2 separate regions of the Gossypium hirsutum genome follow, and region 2 is linked to region 1. Evidence: chromatin contacts called from public Hi-C data. All regions are on one chromosome and are shown on one strand. Each heading gives the region's core, a stretch centred on a gene start, on an enhancer-like site or on the middle of the called end of the contact. The rest is flanking DNA. Distances are from core to core; before and after follow the strand shown. Region 1 holds the start of LOC107904145 (nematode resistance protein-like HSPRO2). Region 2 holds the start of LOC107904057 (protein SMAX1-LIKE 6).

Region 1 (7,112 bases), core at 1,453-3,952:
GTTGGTCTTAAAAAGAAAAGTTTAGTGATTTCAACGGTTGACTCGTGGTGTTCCATACCCAATTTTGACGACCAGGTCAGCGTAGGATGTTACAAAAAAGTTCTACAAGTTTAAGCTACTAGCATGAAATGAATAAGGGATTTAACAACCTTGAATTTACGAAGGAAAGTTAGTGAGCAAATAGTTGGGATAAGGCACCTCCCCGAGCAATCTTCGATAGGGAACATAAGGTTTATAAATTCCTGTCACATGTCAGAAATGAAGGCACGTATACCTTTTGACTCCAAAACTTTGTCTTACATTAATTTTTCTTATAATATTAGCGACTTTAAGTATTGAAGGGTGTTCTAAAGGTCAAAGTCTGGCGCCTTATAACTGATTTCTCCTTTTATAAATCGCTTATAGTTGACTAACAAAATTGAGATCAACAAACCATTTCTTACATCACCTTCAAAATCAATCAAGTAATGATTTCTTTGCACATCAAATTTACTTAAATAAAGACTAAAAAAGTCTACTCTTAGAAAATACATATTTGATACAAGTGCAATTCAAGGAAAAAAGAAATTTAAGATTGAAGTTTTGTAAGCGTTTGAGAAATTTATTTTAAAATATTCGTAACTAATCTTTAAAAAGAAAATTGACTGGAGGGGGGAAGGGGGGAGGCTATTAACTTAATATATAGAAATAGTATTGCAATAGTTAGATTTAACACCTTATAAACCTAAAAGTATTTCAAATTGTATAATCAAAATTTTATATCATCTCTATTTTTAGTTTCCTTTGCAATTAAATTTCATAAAATTTAAATAGATATTATTCTATAAGAAAGATTAACAAATATATAGTAATTGGATAGAGTTTTATAAATAATGAATTTGTATTTTACAAGAATAAGTATACAAAAAAGAATAAATATAAAAACAATAATCGACTAGAAAGATTTTCCAATCTGTGTATTTATCTTTAGTTTCTAATCAAAATGAGTCATCACTTCTTCCATCGAGTCAACCCAGATCCACCGAGTTCATGATTCCAAAACTCGCCCAAATAAGTCTTAGCCGCATCCAAACTAGGGAAATAAGTAGGCTCTAAGAATACCTGGCTCAACGAATCGACCGAGCCGGAGCCGGCCACGACTCGGTTCCCTTTCGCTTCTAAACTCCCCATAACCACCACCAACACCTGCTTATAACCGTAAAAGAACCGTTTTAAAGCTCCTTCGATGGCTTGCAAAGCTTGTACGAGGAAGACCTTATTGCCCTCCTGCTTCTCTGAGTACAATCTCATCGCAGCTTCTTGGATCCTGGGTCCGCCTTTAGGATCCACCTCCACACCCAATATAAACGGAACCTTGTGTTTCAACTCCTTGGACATTTTCGTAATTTCAACCAAGCCTTTCGACCTGAAACAAAACGCTTCCGTTTCATTGACCGGTTTTATCAGTAGCTGACTTTTGAGGTGAAGGAAATCGTCGGGATCCATTAAGAGGTGGAGATCTTCAATTTCCGCTAGAAGCTTCCAGATCCTTTCCATCAAATAACAATCGCTCGCGGCGGTTTCGAAGATTTCAGCGTCAATCCTCGAAGCGATGCGTTTCAGTACTTGTTTCGCCGTTTGGATCCACGATTCCAGGATCTGATGCGTCGTGAAAAGCGTTGCGTTCTCGTGGTTCTCGATGCAGTGGTCGTACGGGCTCCTTTTCAGCGCGTGGAGGTCGTTTGGCTTGCAAACGGAGTCGTAGTCGAGGCTCGGTTTGCCGGACAAGTTCGGCTCTCCTAAACCTAGAGTGTACGGACAACGCCTCATCTCGCACTCAATGGTGTAAAGGATTTTCTGCGCGGCATCTTCAGATTTCTGCCACGTGGCGAGTCGAGGCAACAAGCTGTCTTTGCTGGTTCGGCTGACCACCGTTGTTTCTCCATGAAGCTTCCAGACCTCGGCGGAGCTGCTCTCGCGAGCTAGTACTCCGTTCGAAGAAGTTAGATCGAAGATTGGCGCCGTGCCAGCGGCCGTTTTGTCCTCGTTTTCGTCCTCGCAAAGCATGGCGATGAGTTCGATCTGACTCGTGGTGAGTGACTCGAGTCGACGCTTCCATTCGCGACGGTTCGAATACGATCTAGGATCAGACAAAACAATCGAAATAAACCTGAATGTGATCTCGAGAGCATGCAAAGCTGGCTTCAAAACGCGCTCGTTTTGCCAAGCTGGAAACTCCTTTGTCTCCCAGAACTTCCTCAACTCCGGTAGCCGGAGATAATAATCGTAAGCGGAGGAAGCCGAAGCTGAAGTCGAAAGTGGAGATGAAATATTGGAGAAGCGAAACGGCGTAGGAATCGAAACCTGAAGCTTATTAGAAAGTTTTGGGGATTTGTTTGGGATATCGGAAGAGACCATCTTCGCTTTCCAATCTAAATCAACCATTTTCTGGAAACGAATGAGAAAAAAGAAAATGGATTGTAATTTTATTTTCCTTCAGTTTTGGTATTTTAGATTCACTAGACGGATATGGTGTGTATAAATAGGGCGGGCGTTTGGGGTAATAGGAAAATGGCGTGTGGAAACGTCGAGGTTTTTGAAAATGATTTCTTTTCTTTGCGGGAAAAAAAAAAAAAATGAACCTTATCCAAAAATTCAGACCGAAGTTTGGCCTTGTTGGAATGGGTTGTGGTAAAAGTGGGAGAGAACAGTTTCAAGTTGGACTTGGGTCGTTTCTAATGTCCCGCTGAGAGCGTTTCTTCTTAGCTGATCCACTCACCTCATACCGCCACTAATTCACCAAATTCATTTTATAATTTTAAAATACGCATTTTGGACGTCAACTAACCAAATAGTCTGTTTCTTTTTACATATTGAAATATTCCTTCATACATTAACTCGTCCAAAGGATGCCAAATTAACATTCAAACATAGAGAAGAGTCAACTGGTAAATGAAGAAATGAATTGGCAGTGTCGTTGCTGATGTTTGACTATCACAAAGAAACAGAGAGACAGACTAGCCCTCCAGTCGGGTCAAATCTCAAACGCTACCTTATTTTTCCAAATTTATGCCTGTCCCTATCCTCTCCTCTGCCGAAAATTATAATTAATTAAAAAACTTCAAACTTACCGCTGCTTTTTTTTTTGCTTTCTTATTTTTTGGTTGTTGGGTTAAAGTGAAAACGACGGCCGCCCACCTTTTTGATTCACTTGAAAGCTGCTCAAAATTTCAATTTACTTTCTCTCTTAACCAACGCCAAAAATTAATTGCACTATTAATATATCAATAAAATTTTCATTAAGTGATAAATTTAATGTTTTATTAATTTAATTAGTTAAATCTTTTTTTATATTTTTTTGTTTTTTATTTTTAATTAATATAATTTATTTTAATTAAAAATTATTTAATTAATTCGTGGATTCAACAAGGGTTTTTGTTAATAATATAGGTATTAAATTTAAATCGATTTTTTCTCCGAGCCGGTAGAACCGAAATGTTATCCAAACACGGTAGCGCATTGTTGCGCCTAATAATCACGCGTCCCCAAACACGTGGCTCTTCTTTATTGGTTAACATCCATCATGCTTGTCACGTGCATCACCCACTAACCCCTCTTTCTCCTGTCGGCTCCTATCAGGTTCATTTGGCGGTGCAGAACAGAGAATTTGGGTCTTGGCACGTGGCATTTAATTGCCTTGTGCGATCAGCTTTAACCCGTTGATCTATGGAGCGCCGCCTAATAAATCCTTACAAACTTATGACATTTGGCGAAAAACGAAGTTTATAATTATCTTAAAAGCAAAATAGAAATTATATGAAAAGAATAATGGGGTATGTTATGTATGGGGCAATGTAATGTGGTGGTGTTGGTTTGACTTGGAAGATAGGAATGGTTTTCTTGAAAAGGGAGCCTATTTCAAGGCTGATTTCATGGGGTAACATGCACCATCATGAATCTTATTAATCTTTTTATTATCCAATTTTAGATAAGGAAGAATATAAAAAGAAGTTGAATTTTAAATTATTTGATAGTGTAGAAGAATATAAAATTCAACGTGTTTAAAAGATTGAAAAAAAATTGCCAACAAATTCTATATATTTGTATAAAAAAGAGTTGATGAAGTTTACGTAACAAAATTGATTGAGATTCCCTAAACTCTAATCCTTAAAATACTATCAATAGCATTTTCTGTTGGGCTAAGGAAACGATTGGTTGGGGTTAACTCTGTCATGCGTAATTTATAAACTTGACGAGTCAGGGAAGGGGGGGGGGGGAGGCTTACAACTTGCATATTAAAACCACCCCGCCCAGTTTTATTTTTCTTTTAATTTTAGTTAGAAAAAAAATAGAAAATCGCCATGGTTTTGTTAGAAAATTTATTTCATAAATTAAATCCACCAACTCATATATATATAAAGTAGATACTTGGGACGTTTAATCTAACTTAGCATATGACATAAAAAAGGAAAAGCGAGTAGGTGGCTGTAATTGGTAAATAACATAAATGATTTCACATACTATATGAATGAAAATATTTATATATGAAATTTTTATATAAAATTATATATCGAAATATTTTTTGTTTAAATTTTATACTTGGTTAGCAAATTACGGAAAGATATTTTTATAATTAAAATAAGTTATATTATTTGAGAATAATTTAGCTTTTTTATTTTAATAAAAACCAGTAAAATTATATATACATTGGGATTTTAATTCATATCAATTGAATTAGTAAAACCTTAAATTTATCACTCAACCAAAATTTTATTTTATTATTTTTATATTTTTTTAATCTATGCTATTATAAAACCCTTGACCGAATTGGTGTCACAAGTCAACTCGACACTAACTCACGATTGATGATAAAACCATGATAAATAACTGTAGTGCATTTAGTATTATTTATCTGATATATTTGTGTGTTTAAATATCATTTTAAATAATTTAATCTAATTTTTTTATTTTAATATTGTACTTATTTCATTTTTTATTATGATTAATTAGTTTCAAATCATATGTTTCTTTATATGTTATTTTTAAATACACATTTGTGTTCTAAATCTGTAATTTCTACACACATACATATGTGATAGGATTTCTAGTTCTTGTTATGTGTACGTATTTTCTAGATAAAATATAGAAAAAAAATTAAATGCCTTAAAATTTATAGGTATGATGATAAATTTACCTTATAAAATTTACGTCTTTTGTCACATCCGCCCGAATTTTATTTTTGGATCCTTTGAACCCTAATCTTCAAATTTTAGTCAAGCTACTTTTTTTAGATGGAAAAGTTGCCTTCACTATTAAAATCTTGATGGTACTAACGTAATAACTCGTGTAACAATTAACATATACTTCATAAAAATTCAGAAATACTTCATAAAAATATATATCCATGTGAGCAAAAGCAATGAAGTATACATAGATTATTACGTAAGCTACCACATCAGTGTAGGTGAAATTTTAACAATTAAATAAGTTTTTTTTTTGCAAAAAAAATAATCTATTAAAATTATAAGGTTTAGAGCTAAAATGATCCAAAAATAAAATTAGGGTCAAAGTGACAAACATTAAAAGCTAAATTTATCATTATGTCAAAATAATATTAATTGCATTGTAAAAAAAAATAACTTTTAAATAATTTCACACTGATTTGAGACCATGATACCAATTTACTTAAAGCCCTAATATATATAGTATAGATTGTGAGATAAATTCATAAAATTACTTTCTCATTTGTTAATAAGTCCAGAGTTAGATTAACCAACCATTAATACAAAAATAAAATAACTAAAAATAGAAAAATGTATAATTGAAAGAAAATGAGATGGAAGCTGCACCTATCTATCCTTATTACAAATCTTTTCCATGAATTAGGTTAATTGGATATCAACTCAGTTGAAAAAATATATATACATTTCATTTTAAATGATAACAAATAGTATTAAGACAATGACTCCATCTTTTTATTATCTTTTCATAACTTTTTAAATATATAGTATCTGAAATTTTACCTCGCATTTTGGACTAAACAGTGTATGACCTTGCAACAAGAAAGTGTTATTCGTCCCAACAAGCAATTGATGTCATGATGAGAAGAAAGCCCTCGACCTGACAATACGATGCCACGTCATGACGTGACAATGTGCAACTTAAGTTTTTCGATTTTCTTCTCCCAGTTAAACTCTGTTTTTAGTTTTCCACTTAAACTCTGATTTCCTAGGGTTGTTGTAGTCATATATGCTACGAATTTCGGCTTATAAATAAGCCTTAGTTACTCTAGATTCACACACAACAAAAATATTCAGATTGAGAGAATTCTGTTCTTTGTTTTGAAAGGTTTTGTTTTAGGGAATCTGGGTTTTTCTTTAATACTTTCCATCTTTTGTACTCTCATTTATTATAGTGAAATCTCCTTTTGCCTGGTTTTTTATCCTCATTTGAAGAATTTTTTCTATGTAAAATTTATGTGTTCGATCTTTTCGATTTTATTATATTTAATTTTTTGTTGCATACACAGGTTAATTCCCTACAAAATAGTATCAGAACTAGTTCAGTTTCCATATTCATCCTGTTCAGAGATGGCAACATCAAGGTTTGATATCGACAAGTTTGACGGCATTGCAAATTTTAGTCTATGGCAAGTTCGCATGTCAGCAATTTTGATTCAGAGTGATCTTGAGAGGATCCTTGTAGCGAGGAAACCTGATGACTTGGAACTGTAACCTCCCAAACTCAGCCTAGATGTTACGACCGAATCATGAAGGTCACATTAGACACCTTAGTATCGAACCTACTCTAACGACAATTTAAAACCTTCAAGTACTCTTTTTTATAAAATCGTGGTTTCTACTGTTAACTTTGGAAAACGTTCATTTACTTAGTCCAACTATGCTTTAGTCAAATTAGTGAATTCGGTGAATTTTTATAAAACCTAATTGTCGACATTGGTTTAGAAAAATAATTTTGAATACCTTCTTAGCAGCGGAAAAATATCATTACTAGCTAGTCAAATTATTAACTTAGCCATGTATCATGCATAGCCCAATTTCAATATGCAATATCCGTAAAACTAATCCAAGTATGAGTGTCATGCATGCATGGTAATCCCCAAAACACAAACA
Region 2 (7,112 bases), core at 1,777-4,276, 260 kb after region 1:
TTGATATATTTATGTGTTTAAAATTCATTTGACTCATAATTTAATCTATTTTTTATTTTAATAACATAAATATTTCATATGTTATTATGACTAATGTTTTTAAAACAATAAATTTCATTATTTATTATATATTATTTTTAAACACATATTTATTTTTTAAATTCGTGATTTTCGCACTGATATGTTTGATAGGATTTATAATATGTAGATTAACACCAAATAAGATATTGGTTGAAATGGTTAGTTAAAAATTTAAAATTCGTTTAAAATTTTACTTAAAAATAAAAAAAAATATACTTTCATTTTAATATTTATTTATTACTTTTTAAAAATAAAAATATTTTAATAATTTTCCTACTGTATAATAATTCAATGAAAATTCAAATTTTTATCCAAATAATTTTTTATAATTAGAGGATATTTTAAAATAACGATTTCTTCTTATGTTTCATACTTCATATTTCTTATTTTCTCCGTATATTATCAATTTCAGACTTTTGTATGTGAGATTACTATTGAATACTTATATTTCCTTAATTGAATTGAATTGACTTGACAAATTAATATGATGTTGATTTAGTTTGATAATAATTAAAGTATATTTTTAAAAAAAATTATATTATTTTGAGATTAAAAAATACACAACTTAAAACATTATAAATTTTAACAATTTTATTTTATCATTTTAACTATAAAAAAGGGAAAAATAAGGCCTATAGGCCAATTTTTTTTTTAAATTAAGGTTTTGGGTCGATTTTTTTAATTAGAGATATTGGCCAATTTTACTGGGATGCGCTTTCATGTTCTCTCTCCTAAGGTTAGGGTTTTTACTTTACTAGGGTTAGGATTTTTATTAGGGTTTTTATTTAGAGTTTAGAGTATTTTGAAAGTGTTCAAGGCTTTCGACAGAAATTCTTAGGTGGTTTTGAGGGGTCGGGGATGTGATAACGCGCCTCAACACACTTACATTTCTGAACCATGCCAAGTAATCATCAACTATCGTCGTGTCTGCTGAGAAAAATTGTTCGCGAACGAGTATGGATTGCATCCTATGATCCCACGCCTTGATGTGCTCCTCGTACCGCACCGACCAGTCGATGTTGTCCTTCCCCCGTATGTCCACCTTGTGCAGATCCTTCAAATATTGCGGTGGCGACGAAATTTGTTGCCTCCACTCGAACTGCCGCAACACCCTATTTATTTTGTGCATTTCCACTGTTGCGTACACTATCAACGGCACTTTCGCATCCCACATCTGCTGATTGCGCAACACTTTCGGCGAGATGCAGGATATGACATAGATGTCGGCATACGACATCCATTCAAACTGATAAGCAAAATTGTAATTATCGTTATTTATGAATTTCTTTTTCACAAATAATTACGTAATTAATATAGGTTCGAAAGAATAGTTCCTAATATCTTTAATTACCTCAGGCAGTCCCATGTAGCTCAGCCCATGGTTCCACCTGTACAAGCGATATGTTAGTTGAAACATATAATAATAAAAATTATTGTACAAACTACGTATTTGTTAATAAATGATGTTTACCTTGTCACCAATGGGAACATATATAGGTCGGTCACATTGAGACGTAGAAACGGTAGTCTCCACTAGGCCCATGACTACAACAGGAGCAGACAACCATTCATTGACGCCGACCTTGGGTTCGTGGCTTGACACATCTCCCGATATAACGTGGACAATACGGTAGATCCCTAACTTAGTTTCACGCAATCATTGAAGTCCACTAGATGTAGTAGCCACCTTACATGCACCAAATTTCGAGATTTGTTAGGCATTAAAATGCCCCTAATTAACCTCAAGATGCATGCTCAGGTGTATTGTTGTATCACCTCATTCGTTCGATCTTTCGGGTCTTTAGGGAGCTCGTTAAAATTATCCTTCAACTAGTTCATCGATATCCGACCACCTTCGAACTTTTCCGGGACCTTTCCCAACAGTGATTGGTAGAGGGTCACTTTGTTCGAATTGATCCCAGATCCTGTGATGACTAGACTATCCATTGGCAGACCAAGTTGTAGTGCTATGTTTTCGAGTGTGATTGTACACTCGCCGCATCGAAGGTGGAAAGTGTGTGTTTCGGGCCTCCATCTTTCCACTAATGCGCTAATTAGTTACAAATCGAGTTTGTAGTCCCCAAACATAGACACATGTAAGAATCCAACCGTTTACAAGTGGCCACAAATTTCAAGAATCGCACACTTTCCCATATTATGGATGAAACTATCCAAAACATGATCATCCGCCTATTTACACACAAAAAATTATAATTATAAAAAAAATAAATTTAACATTATTGAAATTAATGAAATTTAAATTTCGGTCTTACCATTACTAATTAGGCAACGAAAATATGCCTGTCGTCAAAGTGGATTAGGGAGGCGGTCATTCGTGAGAAATCAGTTTAAAAGAATAAAAATGAGATAATTTTAAAAAAATTTTAATTAAAAATATCGAAAATTATTAAAAAGAAGAGAGTTGAGAGACTTGAGAGGGTTTGAGAGGATTGAGAGACTTGAGAGAAGAATGTGAATGAAAAATAAAATTTGAGGGGTATTTATAGGGTAAAAAAAGTTACCGTTAGGGTTTTAAACTTTTTTTATCGTTGGCGACAACGTTAAAAAAGCCGATTGGGATTTGACAAAGCGCGACCAACTAAGCGTGGTTTTCAACAAAATTGACGTATATCCCTAATTAAAATAAAAACCGACCCAAAACCCTAATTTTTTTTTTTAAATGGGCCTATAGTGGTTATTTTGCCATAAAAAAATTTTAATTAAAATTAAAAGAAATCATATTTGTAGAGAGGAGCATATACGCATAAAAGAGAAAAAGGAAATCCTTTTGTGTATATAGTAGAGAATCTAAATTCACCACCTGTCGTTCCAAATGATCTCCTCCGCAGTGGACCCCACTAACCCCGACTTAGACAGCCAACAGTTCCCCTTTAACTTTAGAGGTAAAATAAATAATTAATTAATTATCCCCGCACTTATATACTATTGTCCTCCATAAAAGCCCCTTTTTCTTTTATAAAAAAAATCTCTCCCTTGCACTTCTGATAAACAAACAAATATATATTTTTAGTTTACCTCCTCCTTTTTTTCCTTTTTTAATCAAGAAAAAAAAGTTTTTGGCTTTTTATGATACCCGGCGATGCCTACGCCGGTAAGTGTAGCGCGGCAATGCTTAACGCCAGAGGCAGCTCACGCGCTAGACGAGGCGGTGAGAGTCGCGCGGCGGAGGGGACACGCGCAAACGACCTCGCTCCATGCCGTTTCTGCTCTTCTATCTCTCCCTTCGTCCCCGTTACGTGACGCCTGTGCACGTGCTCGTAACGCGGCTTACTCCCCTCGCCTCCAATTCAAAGCGTTGGAGCTTTGCCTTAGCGTGTCATTGGACCGAGTCCCCTCGAGTCAACTCAGCAACGACCCGCCCGTCTCCAACTCGCTCATGGCCGCGATAAAGCGGTCTCAGGCGAACCAGCGAAGGCAGCCCGAAAATTTCCACCTTTATCGCGATATGTCGCAGCAAAATCCTTCCAGTATCTCGTGCGTCAAAGTGGAGCTCCAACACTTGATGTTATCCATCCTGGATGACCCTGTTGTTAGTCGGGTCTTCGGCGAGGCGGGATTTCGGAGCTCCGAAATCAAGCTGGCAATCATCCGCCCCCTCCCTAATCTCCTAAGATACTCTCGACCACGTGGCCCACCGGTTTTTCTTTGCAATCTAGAAAATTCGGATCCGGGTTATGAAAACACCAGGTTTCCATGTCATGGCGGCTTCAGTTTCCCGTTCCCGGGTTTTGCATCTTTTTATGGAGGAGAAGAAAACTGTAGGAGAGTAGGAGAAGTTTTGGCGCGAAGGAGGAATCCACTACTTGTTGGTGTATGTGCAAACGATGCACTCGCCAATTTCACGGATTGTTTGGACCAAAAGAAAGATGGCTTATTGGTTAAAGGAATTTCGGGGTTAAACATAATTCGCATCCAAAATTATATTTCCAAGTGCACTACTAATCAAGGCTTTAATAAAGGGGAGATGGATTTAAAATTTGAAGAAATGGGTCGGGAAATTGAAGGATCCGGATCCGGGTTGGTGGTGAATTATGGGGATCTGAAAAATCTTGTCAGTGACAAGAGTGAAAAAGATGATGATGATGATGATGATGATGATGATGACGACAAGGTTGTGGATGAAGATGGGATTAGTTATGTAGTTGGACAGTTAACGAGGTTATTACAAGTTTATGGAGGGAAACTCTGGTTGCTGGGAGCTGCAACAAGTTACCAGACATATTTGAGGTTTCTAAGTAGGTTTCCTTCAGTTGAAAAAGACTGGGATTTGCAGATTTTGCCTATAACTTCGGTTAGGAATTCATTGGCTCAGTCTTATCCCAAGTCCAGGTATGTAAATTGAATTATCAATTTTCTTGGATATTTTATTTTATACTATCTTTTATGTTGGCATGATATGTTTGGTCGTTATTCTGAATGCTTTTAACTAATTTATTTTGGTCAAGTATACTTATGTTGTGTTTAGAGAGCTCTTTATTTGTCCTACGGTCGAGTTTGAGGGATTTAAGGATTAGGTAATCTTGATTTAAAGCTGATGCTTCGTTGTGTAACTCTTTTAAGTCATAACCTTTGCCAGAGTTGCAATGGTTGGGGTAAAATATTCACCATGGTGAAACCTGGGATTTAGAGGGGACGTGATTTGTGATTTAAGCTGAATTTGCAACTTAAAGCACTGCTACGTTGTTGCTGTGTTAACATTTTTGAATAATAATAATAATAATAATAATAATAATAATAATAATAGTAATAATAATAAGAGTTTAAAATGATTTTAAAGATATTAAGTTGTTTGCAGTGGGTAATTAAGCGTTTCATAAAGGGTGATTATTTGGTTAGTGCATGGTTATTGGATGAAACACTTACATAGGCCTAGCTGATACTTTTATAATTTTAAATTTATTTAAGGTGTTGAATGCTATAGTAGTGGAATGTTGGTATCCACTTTATCGGTTTAATTCTTTTTGTTGTTATGCAGCATCACTTTTTTTTCCTTTGCGTTTATTGGTTCCTTTGATTTCCATGACTGTCTTCGTATTTAATCCGACTTGATCTCATAGTTTATGTAACTACAGCTTAATGGAGTCATTTGTTCCATTTGGTGGGTTCTTTGCTACACCTTCCGAGTCAAAGGGGTCCTTAAGCAGCTCGTATCAGCATTTACCCCGCTGTCATCTATGCAATGAGAAGTGTGAACAGGAAGTAATTGCAATTTCAAAGGGAGGTTTCAATGTTTCCGTGGCAGACCAGTGCCAATCTACTTTGCCTACTTGGTTGCAGATGACAGAGCTTGGTGCAAACAAGGGATTAGATTTGAAGGTGTGTGTCCGTTCGTCTATGCTTCACGTGCTTATTTTGTGTTCATATTCATTTGTTTCAAATATCTGTGGTGGGGACCCGGAGTATTAAGAGAACCATCGGTTTCAACTTTCAATCCCTATTATTACAACTCAAGTATATTCCTAAACTGATTCATTTGCTGCCAATCTCAAAAGGTGGAAACCATTTGCATGCACCCACAGCATACACTTATACCGGTTTTAAAATGTCAGTTGTTCACCAGATCTGTTGTGTTGATCAAGGGTTTCCATGTTTTATTCACTAAATCTACCCAACCCTGTCCCTGCCCCTGCCCCTGCCCCTGCCTCTGCCCCTTTTCTCCAAATCTTAATCGGTTTAGTTTGGATAATTTATGAAATTTATGTGAAAACAAGTTTGTCTCTCTTCAGTGCAGACCAAAGATGGGCAGTTTTTAAACACTATGGTAGCAGGACTGCAAAAGAAGTGGGACAATATTTGCCAGCGCCTTCATCACACTCATCCAGGCCCTGAGTCAAAAACTTATGAAGAAAGTCCTTCATTCCCGACTGTTATGGGCTTTCATTTCGTGCAAGACAAGAAGGAAAATGCTCATGGTCATAGTAATGACAACAGAAATGCACCGCCCGATGAAAAGATGTCTACATCACTATCAGAGAATCCTTCCTCTATAGTATCCAAGACTAGAAATGGAAGTGTCCTGCACAAGCTATGGGAAAAGCCTTCCAAAGTAGGTGTTTTTGAAGCGATTGAACCCATATCTCCTTGCAGTTTGTCCAATTCAAGTGGGGGTGACGTTAGTCAAGCCTCTCCTACATCTGTGACTTCTGTGACAACTGATTTGGGGTTGGGTTTATGCTCCGTTTCTTCAAGCAACACATTGATGAAACCTTCAAATCAGAACCATGCAGGGCTTGCGGAGGACTTCCCAGGTTGCCTTCCTGCAAATGTTGATGCTAATAATGGAAACATCTCTGGCCATCCTTCTCAGTCCTCTTCCACTTTCTCTCCTGAATTTTGTGGAAAGCTTAATCCAAGCAATTTCAAGAAGCTTTTTACAGCTGTCACCAAAAGAGTTGGATGGCAACATGAAGCTGCAAGTGTTATTTGCCAAACAGTGGCCAACGGGCGTGCACGAACTGAAAAATGTCATGGAGCCAGTCAAAGAGGTGATATATGGTTGAATTTCTGTGGACCTGATAGGTGTGGTAAAAGAAAAATTGCTCTTGCACTTGCAGACGTAGTCTATGGAAGCAGAGAAAATTTCATCGGTATGGATCTAAGTTGCCAAGATGGGGGGTTGATGCATACACAGTTGCTCTTCAATTCCCAGGAAGTGAATTATGATTTAAGGTTCAGAGGAAAGACTGTGGTTGACTATATTGCTGAGGAGTTAAGCAAAAAGCCCTTGTCAGTTGTCTTCCTTGAAAATGTGGATAAAGCTGATATTCAGGTTCAGAGCTGCTTGTGCCAAGCTATCCGAATTGGCAAGTTCTCAGACTCACATGGAAGAGAAGTCAGCACCAGCAATGCGATATTCGTGACAACTTCGACATTAGCTAAGGAAACTCAAGTTGTTTGTCATAAACAGCACACATCTGAGGATAAAATATTGGGAGCCAAGGGATGGCCACTGCAGATTGTGATCAAGCATGACGACAACATAATTGGCCAAGACTTGAAGTTACCTGTTA

What was found. A called contact is a pair of places that touch in the nucleus more often than the background predicts.
Region 2: a Hi-C map of leaf shows a contact between it and region 1, with 2.5 times the contacts expected there. The contact joins the promoter of LOC107904057 here to the promoter of LOC107904145 in region 1. A contact is called at or near these places in 5 of 34 Hi-C or Micro-C datasets (hypocotyl and leaf).

The regions. Positions count from the first base shown.
Region 1 is chrD05:34,551,644-34,558,755 of Gossypium_hirsutum_v2.1, forward strand. LOC107904145 (nematode resistance protein-like HSPRO2) reads right to left here and starts at 2,703. Exons shown (of 1, transcript XM_041092899.1): 1 at 844-2,703. The coding sequence starts at 2,424. The coding sequence ends at 991.
Region 2 is chrD05:34,815,955-34,823,066 of Gossypium_hirsutum_v2.1, forward strand. LOC107904057 (protein SMAX1-LIKE 6) reads left to right here and starts at 3,027. Exons shown (of 3, transcript XM_016830328.2): 1 at 3,027-4,431; 2 at 5,175-5,418; 3 at 5,834-7,112. The coding sequence starts at 3,182.